Regions from separate parts of the Mus musculus genome. Here region 2 is linked to region 1. Evidence: chromatin contacts called from public promoter capture Hi-C data. All regions are on one chromosome and are shown on one strand. The core of a region is the stretch at or near the end of the contact, and the rest is flanking DNA. Distances in the headings are between cores, read along the strand shown.

Region 1 (7,448 bases), core at 3,335-5,834:
TAAGATGGCTGCTCTTCCAAAAGACCTAGGTTCAATTCCCAGCACCCACATGGCAGCTCACAACTAGATTCCCAGTTCCAGGGAATCTGACACACACAGACATACATGCAGGCAAAACACCAGTGCACATTAAATACATACATAAATACAAAAGCTTTGAATTTAAAAAATCAGGGCCCCTATAAAGGATGCTTAAACAGGAAACATGTCATTAGGGCTCTGCTTCCCCACCCCATAGCAACATGACCTGTGGTCACAACCAGCAGATCCTGAGGTGGAGCGTGGGGGTGGGTGTGAGAGGCACAGTCAGGGAAGGAGACCTCAGGAGGAGAGAACAGACTCTCGGGAGACAGGCTTCAATAAGACAGCTTGTTTAATTGGGAGAACATAGGCTATTATTAAACCTTTAGGGAGTGTGCAGGGGTCTTCAGGGAGAATGCACGTCATTGGCTGGGGCCGGGATGTTGCGGCTGCCTCAAGCACAGAGAGGAATTTCAGATATTGCTGGATGTAACCTTATAAGGAGATGAAGCCCATTGTGGTTGCTGGGCTCCGTAACCTCCTCTGAGGGGCAGAGGGTGGGAGCAATCTTACTCCTACTCATCTCGGGTCTGGACACACCCGGACCCCACTCTTGTTCCAGGCCGGCACCCTATGGCTCCATGGATTCCTGCCACACCCCCAGCCCCACAGGGCCAGGGGGAAGTAGCCTGGAGATGCTCTGGTCACCCCATCATTTGGGAAGCTGGAGAGGTTCAAAGCCAGCCACCTGCAACCCAACATGATGGCCACAGTAGGTACATCTCAGAAGAAAAAACAGATGATTCAAACTCACAAAGGCCCTGGGAACAGAATTACTCACAATCAGAGGCACTACGTTTGTGAAATTTTTAACCCAGATGACTCAAGCGGAGCAAAGGACAGGAGCTCAGCTTCCTTCTTCCCACCCTGCAGACAGACGTTAGCTGCCTGCAGGGAAGTATACTGTGCTCCTGCCTCCAGGGCTTCAGTCCTGTTTGGCCAGGATGCCCTCTGCCAATAGACAAACTTGTCCAGGACTGAACCGGTGGCCACACTGTCACTGATGACCCAGGGGCCGACAGATCTGAAAGCTAGCAGCATAGCATGCACTGCCGGGCTCCTCCCTTCTGGATTCCTCAGGCAAGCTCAAAAATGACCAACCCAGGTCACCAGTATGAAGAGACCAAAACCTGAACACAGAAAGCCCAGAAACCTGCACAGACCCTGACTAGCACCAGGGTCATCTAGCACAACTCCCTAGGCAGGACCAATCCCTCCTGAAATGCCTGCCCCCCCCCCCCCGCCTGTGTACCCTACGGGGCCCTGCTGGCCCAGCATTCTGCCCAACACCCAGAACACACCTCTCCGTCAAGGCCCCAGGAGTACACCCTGTAGGTTGCTATGTCATCCTAACACTTGGAAGCCATACAAAATCCTGTCCCAACCAGGCATGGTGGTGCATGCCTTTAAAATCATTTAACCTCATAAATATGAGGCAGGCAATCTCTGAGTTTCAGGCCAGCCTGGTCTAGAGAGTGAGTTTCAAGATAGCTAGGAAACTCTATCTCAAAAAATAAATAAATAAATAACATTCCAAACAAGGGCTTTGCTCAGAGTCTGGTCTGTGGAAAGCGAGTACCTAAGGCTTGGAGCACAAAGCAAAGGGTAACTTCAAAACTGCTGAACACACCTCGAGAAGCTGGCTACACCAGCCAGGCCCCTGAAGCATGTGTGCACATGTGACTGACAGCAGAGCAGGGTCTGTCAGGAACTTAGCATGGGCACCAGCACACTGCAAGTCCAGGACGGCCATGCCAGTCCTGGGAATTCTGCAAAACTCACAAGAGCCTCACCCACCTGTACTCGTCATTTCAGGGGCACCAGAGCAGCGTACCTCCCATGTATGAGCACACGGTGTGTCCAGTGTCCCCTTCTCCTAAGACAACATTGGATCCCTTACTTTATAAATTACACGGTCTCGACTACGCATGTCGTGACCGACCTAAAGGGAAGGACCCTCGGGAAAATTCCATCCAGGACAACCACAGGCACCAGACCCACTCCAGCTGACAGAAGCCATCTAGGAAAGCCTATGGCAAGCAGCTGAGTTTCCTGAAGATGGTCCACCATTTTTGCATGGCTGCAATGGGTGCACTCTGAGAGGCAGGATTCTCAGAGACTTCATTCCAGAATCGCTTCCCGCTGCTGGTATGCATTCCTGCCACTGTTAGAAGCTCATGTAGCAATGCTGTATAGAGGAACTGATAATTTCCTAATTCCTTATCATGATTTTATAGAACTCCTAAACTGATACAAGTAAGCTACAGTGCCCATCCTTTGTGAGGAGGGACTAATACAGAACACGCCCAAGTCTGGTCATCGTGTACTGGAGGACCCTGAGTCGATCACAGGATCTCTATCTCCTCCCGCCCTGCTAGCTACTGGAAACTCATGACTCAGTGAGGAGGATGGCCCAACACAGCCTCCCTAAACATCTGAGTTCCATTCCCTTAGCTCGACTGTGAGGTGAAAGGGAACAAGACACAGGACAGGAGGACGTGGAACCCTCAAGGTAAGGATCCGGCTCAGGAGCTAAAACTCCTGCTATACAAGCACAAGGAACCACCTGAAAGGTGAGTGTAGATAGGGAGGGAGCCAGGGTCCCCACAGCAAGCTAGCCCAGTCAGTGTACTCTGGGTTTTACTGAGAGACCCTGCCTCAATGAATAAGGCAGAAGAGTGGCCAAGGGCTATCCTTGACACCAACTGACCTCAGCCTTACACACATACACACACACACACACACACACACACACACGGTGGAAAAATAAAACACACAAGAAAGCAGAATGAGAACACACATAACCACAAGGGATTGCTAGCCAAACACACAAGCAACTTTAACCACTGAAACTAACAAAAAGATTACAGGGGTGAAGGACTAGATGCCTCTCCAGAAAGACAGATGATGAAGGTATCATGTTCAGTCTCTCCTACCAACCGTCCACAACACAGATGACTGCAGTGATCCCAAATGTGTGGGTTCACATGCTAGGTATTCCCCATTCTGCAGAGAGTGTCAAATCCCACAGATGGGGAGGGGGGGTCTCACTCACAAATCACACAGCCCAGCTACAAGTCAGAGTTCCCTTGACCCCTCTTCAGGCTTCACCAATTTGCTAGACCAGCTCACGAAACTCAGAGCAAAAATCTTGCCCACTGGTTTATTACAGAACATGTTTTCCAAGGCTATAGATACAGGTTAGAGAGATGTGTTGGGGGTTAAGCACACTTGTGGCTCTTTCAGAGGATCCAGGTTCAGTTCCCAGCATGCATGTGGCTGCTCACACCATCTATAAGTCAGTTCCAGAGAATGTGACTGCCTCTTCTGGCCTCCTCAGGCAACCTCGTTCACATGGTGCATATACATACACTCAGAACACACACACACACACACACACATAAAATCTTTAATGGCTACAGATTAAGAGGGTGGAGAGATAGCTCAGTGGTCAAGAGCACACTCACATAGTGGCTCACATGGAGTCCTTGACTCCAGTGTCAGGGAATCAATGCCCCTTCTGGACTCAAAAGCACTGCATACGTGTGATGCACTTACATACATGCAAGCGAAACTCTCACATAACAAATAGTTTTTTTTAAATGGTTTAAAGGCTACAGATAGCAGGACAGATGAAGAGAACTTTGCAGACAGGTCATTGAGTGTGGGGACATCCATCCCCAGTTAGTAGTCCCCAATCCCTCTTCCAGTACACAGAAAAGTCCTTCTAAACCTTTCTGCATCCAGTCCTTTGGAGAACTGTGTGCAGACTTCATTATACAGGCATGAGTAAAATATGGAAAGTATGTTGGGGCTGGAGATGGCTCAGTGGATAAGAGCACTGGATACTACTATAGAGGGCCTGGGTTCTGTTCCCAGGACCCACGTGGCAGATAACTAATGTCTGTAACTCCAATTCCAGAGCATCCAGCGCTCTCTTCTGGACTCTGCTGGCAATGAAAGCACACAGTGCACAGATACACACGCAGGAAAAACACCCCCCATACATAAACAGAAACCTGAATGTGCAAGAACGGTATGGCCTGTTTAGATTGCTCTGTAGTGTTCCTTGTTCCCACGGACAGAACAGAAGGGGGCTCCCTGTAGCCGGGGATCAGCCGCTCCGGAGCCAGGCACCTGTGAGGATGCTGGGCCGGGGCTGCTCCTCTGTCGCGAAGCGTGGCTTGGGACCTCCCACCCTCCAGAGCTGGTTGCAACCTCGCGATCTGTGAGAAGCTCGGAGGCACCTGGAGGAAGAGAGCTTGCAGCATGGACCGCGCAAGGCCCCGCGCTCGGCCGCTCCCCGCCCCCGGCAGCTACTTACAAACGAGGACAGGGACGGCAGGAGGATGCGCAGCAAGTTACACCCGAACACGAAGCTCAACACCAGCAGCCACGCCCAGCGGTCCGTCTCGGACGCGCTCATGCTGGATCCCAGGCACCTGCACCGCTACGACAGCGCCATGGTGACCGCGCCTCCGCGCTCGCCTACGCCTGCGCACTGCAGCCCTGCTCCGCTACGGCAGCGCCTGGGAGCAGCGTCGTCAACTGCGCCTGCGCACTGCAGTCCTGTTCCGCTATGGCAGCACCAGGGAGACGGCGTCGTCAACTGCGCCTGCGCCGGCGCGCCACGGCTAGGGCTACACGTCGGGCCGCGGTGCACGCACGCTACACCTCCTCTAGGGGGCAGCATGGGATGTTACTTAGCAGCCATTTTCGCCTTTCGCCTTCCCGGCTTCCGTAGCCGGGTGATAGCCCACTTCGGGAGGCTAAACAGGTTTTGGCAAACTGTGATTGCTTGTAGTAACCGAAAACTATTTACGTTCTTACTGAGTTAACTAACGCACTTTTATTCTTTTTTATGTATATGAATTTTTTTTAAAGATTTATTTATTTATTGTAAGTACACTGTAGCTGTCCTCAGACACTCCAGAAGAGGGAGTCAGATCTCATTACTGATGGTTGTGAGCCACCATGTGGTTGCTGGGATTTGAACTCCTGACCTTCGGAAGAGCAGTCGGGTGCTCTTACCCACTGAGCCATCTCACCAGCCCTCTCACTTTTATTCTTAAATAAATTTATTTTAGGATAAGCCTCTGCATGAATAGAAAGTTACTTTATCATAGATGGTAACTGAAACTGTTTCCTAAACCGTTGTCGCATGTAAAATGGTTCGACTACATTTTAAAACTAAGCACTAATAAACACGAACAATGTAGAAAATCGTCACCCTAAAAGATAAGTTTATTCATCAAAAGACATCACATAGTGACTGGTAGAGACTTGCCAAGCATGTGGGAAGTCTTAGGTACCAGCCATGCTCAGCACGCACAAAGAAAAAGTTTACAGTGAGCTTTTAATAAAATTATCTAAATTTAGGCAATGATGAGTATTCATAACAAAAGAACCGCGGCTCACTTGTATATGGGGAATAAAGTGGAAGATAGTTGGCTGTCTTTTCTGCCACGTTAGTCAGAGAACGGGTTACTTCTAGAAACACTGCCTGTGTTTCTACCAGCAGCGGTGGGATGAATTATCTCAACGAAAGGGCACGCTGACTAGGAGACTGCCACTCCATAACCTTCCCTTCCAACTGGACTGTAGACAGACTGCCAGGTGCTCTCTCTCCACGCTGAGGTTTTAGATAGATTAAGGAAGAGCAGCCTCGTGAGAAATTATGGCAGTGTGTCTAAGTCTCCCTCCCCACAAACCCACCTTGACACATACACACACACACACACACACACACACACACACACACACACACACCTGCTTGCTCTTCAATCCCAAATCTCTGCTTTTTAGAATGAAAAGGAAATTATCAACCAAGGTCCCCACTGTACAGGAGGACCACTCTGTTCTTGGTGAGGCGAGATACTAAAAAAATTTCTGGTGAATAGCCTATAACATACATGCAGCTGGGGTGGTGTGATGGTTTGTATGTGCTCAGCCCAGAGAGTGCCACTATTAGAAGATGGGCCCCTGTTGGAGTAAGTGTGTCACTGTGGGTGTGGGCTTTAAGACCCTCATCCTAGCTGCCTGGAAGCCAGTATTCTGCTAGCAGTCTTCAGATGAAGATGTAGAACTCTCAGCTCCATCTGCATTATGCCTGCCTGGAGGCTTCCATACTCCCTCCTTGATGATAGTGTCCTGAAACTCTGGACCTGTAAACCAGCCCCAGTTAAATGTTGTCCTTATAAGAGTTGCCTTGGTCATCGTGTTTGTTCACAGCAGTAAAACCTAACAAGACAGGTGTCTAGGAGAAGCTCTTCCTGGCTCTCAGGGGCATCTCAGTTTGACAGCTCCTAATTCCTGTTGAGCACTCTCAAAAACAGTTCTCAGCTGAAGACTGAGTTCTAACATGTATAAAGAAAGTGTGAAGGGCTGGTGAGAGATGGCTCAGCAGTTAAGAGCACTGACTGTTCTTCTGAAGGACCTGAGTTCAAATTCCAGCAACCACATGGTGGCTCACAGCCATCCATAATGAGATCTGATGCCCTCTTCTGGGGTGTCTGAAGACAGCTATAGTGTACTTACATATAATAAATAAATAAACAAACAAATCTAAAAAAAAGGAAAGTGTGAAAATATCAATCAAGATCTGGTACAAATTCTGGCACATAAAGTTCATAATGAGCTCTTATTTGTGTTTTGATTCTGCTATTGTGACAGGGTGTGACAGTTCTGAGGTTCCTCCATCTTGTGGTCTTGCTGAGGCTAGTGGTGGCGCACGCCTTTAATCCCAGCACTCAGGAGGAGTAGGCGGATTTCTGAGTTCGAGGCCAGCCTGGTCTACAGAGTGAGTTCTAGGACAGCCAGGGCTACACAGAGAAACCCTGTCTCAAAAAAAAGAAAGAAAGAAAGAAAGAAAGAAAGAAAGAAAGAAAGAAAGAAAGAAAGAAAGAAAAAGAAAAGAAAAGAAAAAACGAAAAGAAAAAATTTCATCTCCTTGATGGAGAATGCCATGGAAAATTACCCAGCCCTACTCTAAGGACCCAAGGTCAAGATATCCCAGATTATCTTCTCTTAAACTCTCTGCCTGTACAAACCTTCTTTCCTGCACAGCAAAAGATGCCTGGATGTGGTTTCTGCTTTCTATAACCCTGTGCTCTGGACACTTAGTGCTACCCTCGGGTCTCAAATACCTGACTGTAGTCCCAGCTGACTGGAATAAAGACTTTCAGTTGACTAGAAACTGTCTGAGTGGTCATCTCTGCTGGGCTCCACATAACAGTCATCAATAACCATACGTTTAGTGGATTGGGATTTAGTAAATTTGTTATCTTATAGTCCTAGAGTTTCAAAATGTGAAGTGCATCTCACTGGGTTAAAAATAGACCATCTTCCTTCTGGAATCCCTCAGGCAA
Region 2 (7,448 bases), core at 2,316-4,815, 84 kb before region 1:
GAGCAAGATGCATTCTCCCAAATGTCTGTGCCAAGCATTATCCAGGGTGGGCTGTGATCAAAGCCAGGAACCACAGTAGAATAAGACTGGGGTGCTGGCGGCTGAGGTGAGGCGTTCTTCTCATATTCTGCCCTTGTGTTTCCAGACTTTGTAGCTCACATACAAACATGGATGCCTCGGTTTTCCTTCCGTCTGTCACAGGATTCACCAGGTTGCAAAAATGAATATGTAAGGCTTCCTATTCAGGAGCCTGACTCACAGCAGGATGCAATCAACAACAAAATTAACAGGAAAGGCACTGCTGCTGCTGTATCTCCCACAGTGACCTGGATTCCCACTAGTCCATCCTGGAGAAGGTACTGAGCAGCTGTGCTGGCAAGAACCAGATGTTGGATCTACAACAACGCTAACCTTGACAGGGATCCCCACGTTAAGCCTTCCCCAACCACACGACATTCACACTGGAGTCCTCGCCAGCTTGAGTCTGCATCCCAGAAGAAACCATGTGCTTGAGCAGCCCCAGGCTTCTAGTTTAAACACCACAGCATACTAACACACCTTAAAGAGTTCACAATTCGCTGGCAGTGGTGGCGCACACCTTTAATCCCAGCACTTGGGAGGCAGAGGCAGGCGGATTTCTGAGTTCGAGGCCAGCCTGGTCTACAGAGTGAGTTCCAGGACAGCCAGGGCTACACAGAGAAACCCTGTCTTGAAAAACCAAAAAAAAGAAAAAAGAAAAAGAGTTCACAACTCAATGAAAAACACCAAAACCAAGCACTTTGGAAGAAAAAAAAATGTAGGGGAGAAAAGAAAGAAAGCCATAGGCTTCAGAAAGCCATAAAAGGATGCTTTAGCTCAGGTCAGGAATATGTTTCCAGATATTCAGGTATTCAGAATCACCCTGAGGGTCCAGGAAGATCAAGAATCCTTATCAAAATTGCCAACATGGGGCTGGCAGAGTTAGCATGGACTCCTGTGGAAGGCAAGCATGGGAAAGCGGATTATTTGCCTGCTTTGAAGTTTTTAAGAACTGGGTTGGAGACATGGCTCAGCAGTTAAGAGCAGTCACTGCTCCTACAGGGGACCCAGGTTTGGTTCCTGCCCACATGACAGTTCACAACTGTCTGGAACTCCAGTTCTGGGGATTCCACACCATCCTGTTGCCCCCTCAGGTACCTGTACACACAAAGTGCACATAAACTAATGCAGGCACGCACACATAAGCGACTAGTAAAGTTTTAAAGCTTTGAGGGGACTCTCCCAGAAAACCAAGAATCAAGTCCCGGCACCCACATAGTGGCTTACAGGTGTCTGTAACTCCAGTCCTAGGGGCTGTGGCTCCCTCTTCTCTCCTCCCTGGGGACCAGGTACTGCAGATGTGGTACAGTCATGAAGGTAAAACACCCATACACATTTAAAGACAAAAGATTTTTAGGACATGGGAACTTGCAGAGGACAGAATGGGGACATGAGAGAGAGTGTGTACAATAAGGGAGAACAGCAGAAAATGCTTGCCAGGTAGGTGTGAAAATGTCACCATGGGCCGGGCATGTTGGCACATGCCTTTAATCCCAGCACTCGGGAGGCAGAGGCAGGCGGATTTCTGAGTTCGAGGCCAGCCTGGTCTGCAAAGTGAGTTCCAGGACAGCCAGGGCTACACAGAGAAACCCTGTCTCGAAAACAAACAAACAAAAAAAAAAAAAAAAAAAAAAGAAAGAAAGAAAATGTCACCATGGAGCCCAGTATTTTGTATATGTCTGTGTTTACATGCAATAGATTCATATGTGCACAAATTTTAATTTTAGACCTGCACGTGATCTCGAATAAAAACATTATGAACGACGACGTGCTTGTCAGCTCACTATTGTGTAGAGGTTTTAGTTTTGCCTGCTCTCTTCCTTGGTAAACGCCTTGGCTGCCCAGTGATTTCATCCTGAAGTACCCTACCGTGGACAAACAGGCAGCTGGCCCTAAAGGCCACGGCACCAGACCACGAAGCCTGTGTTTTGTCGCCCCCTAGTGGTCCTTAGAGTGTGAGGTAGGTTCTTGCACCAGTGGGACAGAGGACCCTCCCCAGGGATGAGCAACAAAGACTACTCAGGCTTAAAGAAACAAATTAGCTTTTATGTCACTGATTTTCTAATTAAAAAAAAATCTTACTTTGAATGCTCGGGCCTTCTTTAGACCAATCAAGCTCTTTAATCCCATCAGATTACCATAAAATTAGTCAATTAATTGAGGAGGGGTCCTCCTTGTTTTTCAACACGGAATTTTGAGTTCTTTGGGGGTGCACATGTGCACATACTCACAAGGAGAGGCCAACCTCACCCATCGTTTCCCTATTACCAGTCTTTTACCTACCTTGCTTTTAGAAGATAAACTTTTTTTAAATTTTTTTTAATTAGGTATTTTCTTCATTTACATTTCCAATGCTATCCCAAAAGTCCCCCATACCCTTCCCCCGACTCCACTACCCACCCACTCCCATTTCTTGGCCCTGGTGTTCCCCTGTACTGGGACATATAAAGTTTGCAAGACCAATGGGCCTCTCTTTCCAATGATGGCCAACTAGGCCATCTTCTGCTACATATGCAGCTAGAGGCACGAGCTCTGTGGGGTACTGGTTAGTTCATATTGTTGTTCCACCTATAGGGTTGCAGACCCCTTTAGCTCCTTGGGTAGTTTCTCTAGCTCCTCCCTTGGGGGCCCTGTGATCCATCCAATAGCTGACTGTGAGCATCCACTTCTGTGTTTGCCAGGCACCGGGATAGCCTCACAAAAGACAGCTATATCTGGGTCCTTTCAGCAAAATCTTGCTAGTGTATGCAATGGTGTCAGCACTTGGAGGCTGATTATGGGATGGAGCCCCGGGTATGACAGTCTCTAAATGGTCCATCCTTTTGTCTCAGCTCCAAACTTTGTAACTCCGTCCATGGGTGTTTTGTTCCCAATTCTTAGAGAAACGTTTTTAAAGGAAAGCTACTTCAGTGATTGGGGGAGGGACTAATTTGCTTCAAAAAAAAAAGTCTCTTTTTGTTACCAAGGTAACAAGAAAAGAGCTATCTTCCAGAGTTTGACTGCTGCAGCTAAATAGTACATTGTAAACAGCGCATGGCTCAGCTGAGGGAAGTTGACCTCTCTGCAGGAGACACTAACACAGTGACTGTGACAAGAGGGGACAGCACAGCAAAGATAGGAGCCTTGCCTCCCGCCCGTACCCTTACCCCCACCTCTGCCCCACGCCTACCCCACCCCCAGAGCCAGAGGCATCCATCCCTGCCCAGAATGGCAGGGGAAACGGAGTGCCACAGAATGTAACAGGGAAGAAAATAGCTCTGATAAAGTAACATTGGCAGGCAAGCAGAGTGATGTGGTCCAACCTATCCGAAGCAGTCAGCTGTTGCTGACCCTGCAAACCAATCGGCAGCCAGGGGATCATAGAGGTTCCTGCAGCCAAAATTGTACAAAGACCGTGAAGTTGCAGACATCATGTCCTAGCTGCACCCCTGCATGTGTGGGTGTCAGTGCTCTGCAGAGTGTGCACAGCAATCACTTGAAAACCTGAACCAATTGGCACGACAGGGTATACAGGACTTAGTCTGAACAGAAAGAGCAAGTTCAAGTCCTCACAGAGGCAGAGAGATGAACCAGGAAGGGGTGAGGAGAAAAACAATAAGACCAGGTAGATTCTTGGCATCAATCTTTATTTATGATTGCTCTCTGGGAAGTGTTTTGTTCTGAAAGCCAAGCCTAAAACAAGCAGTACACAAAGAAATCCTTCTGCTATGTCACAGAGGGGAAACTACGCCTCAAGATCCTGTTTGCAGAATATTAACGAGAAGGTCTACTTGTGCATAGCCAAGGAAACAAACGTTAAGCAAAGACCAAAAATTTCAGGCAGCGTACGCGTGCAGTCTTCACATTCAGCCTCGTGTTGACACAGTGAGGTAGAGACCCACATGCACCTAGCTGTCTGGGAGGGCGTGAGTCCTCAGTGAACCCAGGTGTGCCGAGGGAAGGGTGCTGGCTTCCAGCCAAGTATTTCGTTGCGTTAATGGAGAAGAGAGAGTTCAAATGTAGCCTCGTGGCTCGGATATTCTAGAAGGAAGGAAATATTGTGAGAAGACTGTTAAAGACAGAATGATCACTGTGATCTTCACTATCCAACCCACAAACCAGGAAGGCAGGGCCACATTTTACCATTTGTGGCTGCAAGTAAAGAAGAGAAAATAAATCTCCATCATGAGAACGGAGCCAGGTGTGTACTGGTTATCAGACCTAACATATACCAAACACCAGAAGAAAGGAAAGCTCTCTATGGCTTCCCAACCATTTGTTAGTGGAAGGCAGAGCGGTTGCATCTTCAGCCAAGTTCCTGATGGGTAATTTCAACAGTGCAAGTCTCCACTAGAAAGCAGGATTGAGTCATGTGCATTGGGAAGGAGTGTTATTTATTTGTTTATTAATATGTATGTTTATACACATATGTACGCGTGTGTGTGCATCATGTGTATATGAGGGTGCCCATGGATGCCACAGGAAGGCATGGGATCCCTTGGAGCTTGAGTCCCAGGCAATTTAGGTGCTAGGAACCAAATTTGAATGCTTGGTAAGAGCAGCAAGTACTCTTAACCACTGAGCCATCTGTCCAGCCTCAGGAGGAGGAATTCAATTCCGAATACTATGCTGGGTCTGTGCCACCATGCCTTTAAAGGCAGCATTTAGGAGGCAGAAGCAGGAGGATCTCTGTGAGTTCATGAGTTCAAGGCCAGCCAGGGTGACAGAATGAGACTCTGCATCAAAAGACAAAAACAAACAAACAACAACAACAACAAAAAAAAAAAAAAAAAAACCAAAGCAGAATCTGAAAACCACACACTGTTGCTCCTCAGATTCAAGCATAGTTTGGATTCCAACTCTAGACTGCACAAGAGAGTGTCTTCACAGTTCTGTTCACTGCCACGCACTCCAGCAGGTCACGTTTTCAATCTGAGTATGAAATCCCCCAGCACAGAGACAGGCTTGCCTCTGGAAGCTGAGTGGTTCCCAGGGACTTGGACCCTGCTATCTGCCATGGCGCACGTGAAGAAAGTAAGAGGAGTCAAGGGTGAAATTTGCGGTGCTGCCTGGGTCCCGCCTTCACGTCCAGGTGTTCAGACTCTGAAACAGATTACTACTGGCTGGGTTCCAACCTAGAACCCTCGGGGAAACACACCAAATGCTCTGCCCAGTGCCACATTGCTTTCATTTTAACTCTGGGGTTGAACCTGGACAACAACCACACACTAAGGCTTCTCTCTCCACGGTGCCATTTCACACTCAGGATTTCATGGTCGTCATCTCAGAACTGCATAATTTTCAAGGAACTCTACAAGTGTTGTGAGTAGTGATGGATCTGCAGTATTTGGGAAGCTGCCTGTGGCCCTGTGGTTCTGTGGCCCTGTGGCTCTTGGCCCTGTGGTTCTGTGGCTCTGTGGCTCTGTAGCCCTGTGGTTCTGTGGCCCTGTGGCCCTGTGGCCCTGTAGCCCTGTGACCCTGTGACCCTGTGGCCCTGTGGCTCTGTGGCCCTGTGACCCTGTGACCCTGTGACCCTGTGGCCCTGTGGCCCTGTAGCCCTGTGACCCTGTGACCCTGTGGCCCTGTGGCCCTGTGGCCCTGTGGCCCTGTGGCAATTTGCTTTACTCCTAGTTTGATGGTAAATTTATCACTTTTGCATTTTCCCCAGTTCTTCTGATGGAATTTTATAAAATTCTCAAAAATGAGTCCCAGTTCATTCCTTAGCAGTGGAGCTGTTACCAAAATCTGACAGACAGTTGACCTTAAAGTAGAGGTCTGTGGCCAGGTGGTAGTGGTGGTAGTGCTTGTCATTAATCCCAGCACTCGGGAGGCAGAGGCAGGAGGATCTCTGAAGTTCAAGACCAGCCTAGTCTATAGAGTGAGTTCCAGGACAGCCAGGGCTACACAGAGGAACCCTGTCTCAAGAAAACAAACAAAACTAAGTAGAATTCTATGGCCAGGTGGCAGTGGTGTGTATCCACAGCATAAAAGAAACATGGGGATGGGGGAGGCATCAAGTCCTGTGTAATATAAATGGAAGGTTATAATTTTATGAACCAGTAACAAACTGTGATAGCCATTCCCACCAGCTTCAAGATGTCCTAAGAACACACAAACCATCTTGAAGCTTCTTTTCCATGAAAATTTTGAGATGGAATGTTCACTCTGTGTACATACACATACGCACACACACACACACACACACACACACACAGAGGAATGCAGCAAAGGCTGCACTGGTGACCCCAGCAAATGTTATCACTCAGCTGACTAAACCAACCATTCAAGATGGCAGACCCCACCTCACCGGTTGTCTACACAGCATTGCTTAAGTTGTTCCTTAAGCAATACATCAGAGTACCAAGGAGTTCCTTTTCCATCTCTACATGAACCTTTTTTTCTAGTCGGGGACCAAGTCTCATCACAGGTCTTGCTGATGGCCTACTGTGTGCTGGGGTACTCGTCCCTTGTTATGTCCTCCTCAGCTGCTCTCCTGGCTGTAACTGGAAGTCTGACTCACGTCTTTTAACACAGGTGTGATATAGACAGGAAAGAGACTAAAATACTCTTCAATTTTTTTAAAGCCATGGCAGAAAAATTGTAAGGACGATCCTAAAATACCTGCTGCCCCAGAGTGGGTCACAAAGACAATGACAGCAGCAACCCCTTTTTGCAAATGTGTTGTCCTTGTGTCTCAAGAAACCAGCTGCTTTCACAGCACAAGGTGATTTCTAGGGTTTTCACCTAGCCTCTGGTAGCTAAGGATCCCACCACATCCTTCATATTCCCAGTCACTGTAAACTGCCATTCTCCCATTAACATACTCATGTGATACTTACCTACCTGTAGAGAATTACATAGTTACTGTTTTATCACCAACAGATATTTAAAACCACAAGGAAGCAAAAGCCAAATGTCTCCTAGTCCAGTGTGTCCACACAAGTGTTCCTAGTGCACAGTGTGTCCACACAAGTGTTCCTGGTCCACAGTGTGTCCACACAAGTGTTCCTAGTCCACAGTGTGTCCACACAAGTGTTCCTGGTCCACAGTGTGTCCACACAAGTGTATCTAGTCAGCAGTGTGTCCACACAAGTGTATCTAGTCAGCAGTGTGTCCACACAAGTGTTTCTAGTGCAGTGTGTCCACACAAGTGTTCCTGGTCCACAGTGTGTCCACACAAGTGTTCCTGGTCCACAGTGTGAACACACAAATGTTCAGTTGATATTAATAAGTGGAGACAGACTGTGCAGTCCTTAGGATGACATGCACAGCAACAGCAATTGTCTTTCATGAAGCAGTAGCTAGCTCAGTGACTTTTGGATTAGATTTGCAGTCAGCATCATCAGTAATGAGATCAGTCATGCTGTGGACATGCAAGCATGCTGGCTAGT

What was found. Promoter capture Hi-C pulls out the DNA fragments that hold promoters and counts their contacts.
Region 2: a contact with region 1 is called in a promoter capture Hi-C map of hippocampal neurons, with 2.4 times the contacts expected there. The contact joins the enhancer-like site here to the promoter of Get1 in region 1. A contact is called at or near these places in 3 of 39 promoter capture datasets (hippocampal neurons and liver), 2 of 484 Hi-C or Micro-C datasets (the P5424 cell line and cerebral cortex), 1 of 115 datasets of contacts at active chromatin or transcription factors (embryonic stem cells) and 1 of 9 other capture datasets (pancreatic islet).

What each region holds. Positions count from the first base shown.
Region 1 is chr16:96,142,536-96,149,983 of GRCm38.p6, reverse strand. It overlaps Get1 (guided entry of tail-anchored proteins factor 1), which reads right to left and starts at 4,584. Exons shown (of 5, transcript NM_207301.3): 1 at 4,406-4,584. The coding sequence starts at 4,507.
Region 2 is chr16:96,225,173-96,232,620 of GRCm38.p6, reverse strand. It overlaps Sh3bgr (SH3-binding domain glutamic acid-rich protein), which reads right to left. Exons shown (of 8, transcript NM_015825.2): 8 at 3,688-4,098. Among named protein-coding and RNA genes, the nearest start is that of Sh3bgr, 28 kb to the right of the region's middle. Within about 2 kb of position 3,565, at least 22 of the 459 cell types and tissues checked have an H3K27ac peak or open chromatin away from gene starts, as enhancers often do. A contact at or near this core is called in cerebral cortex and hippocampal neurons, where this site is marked.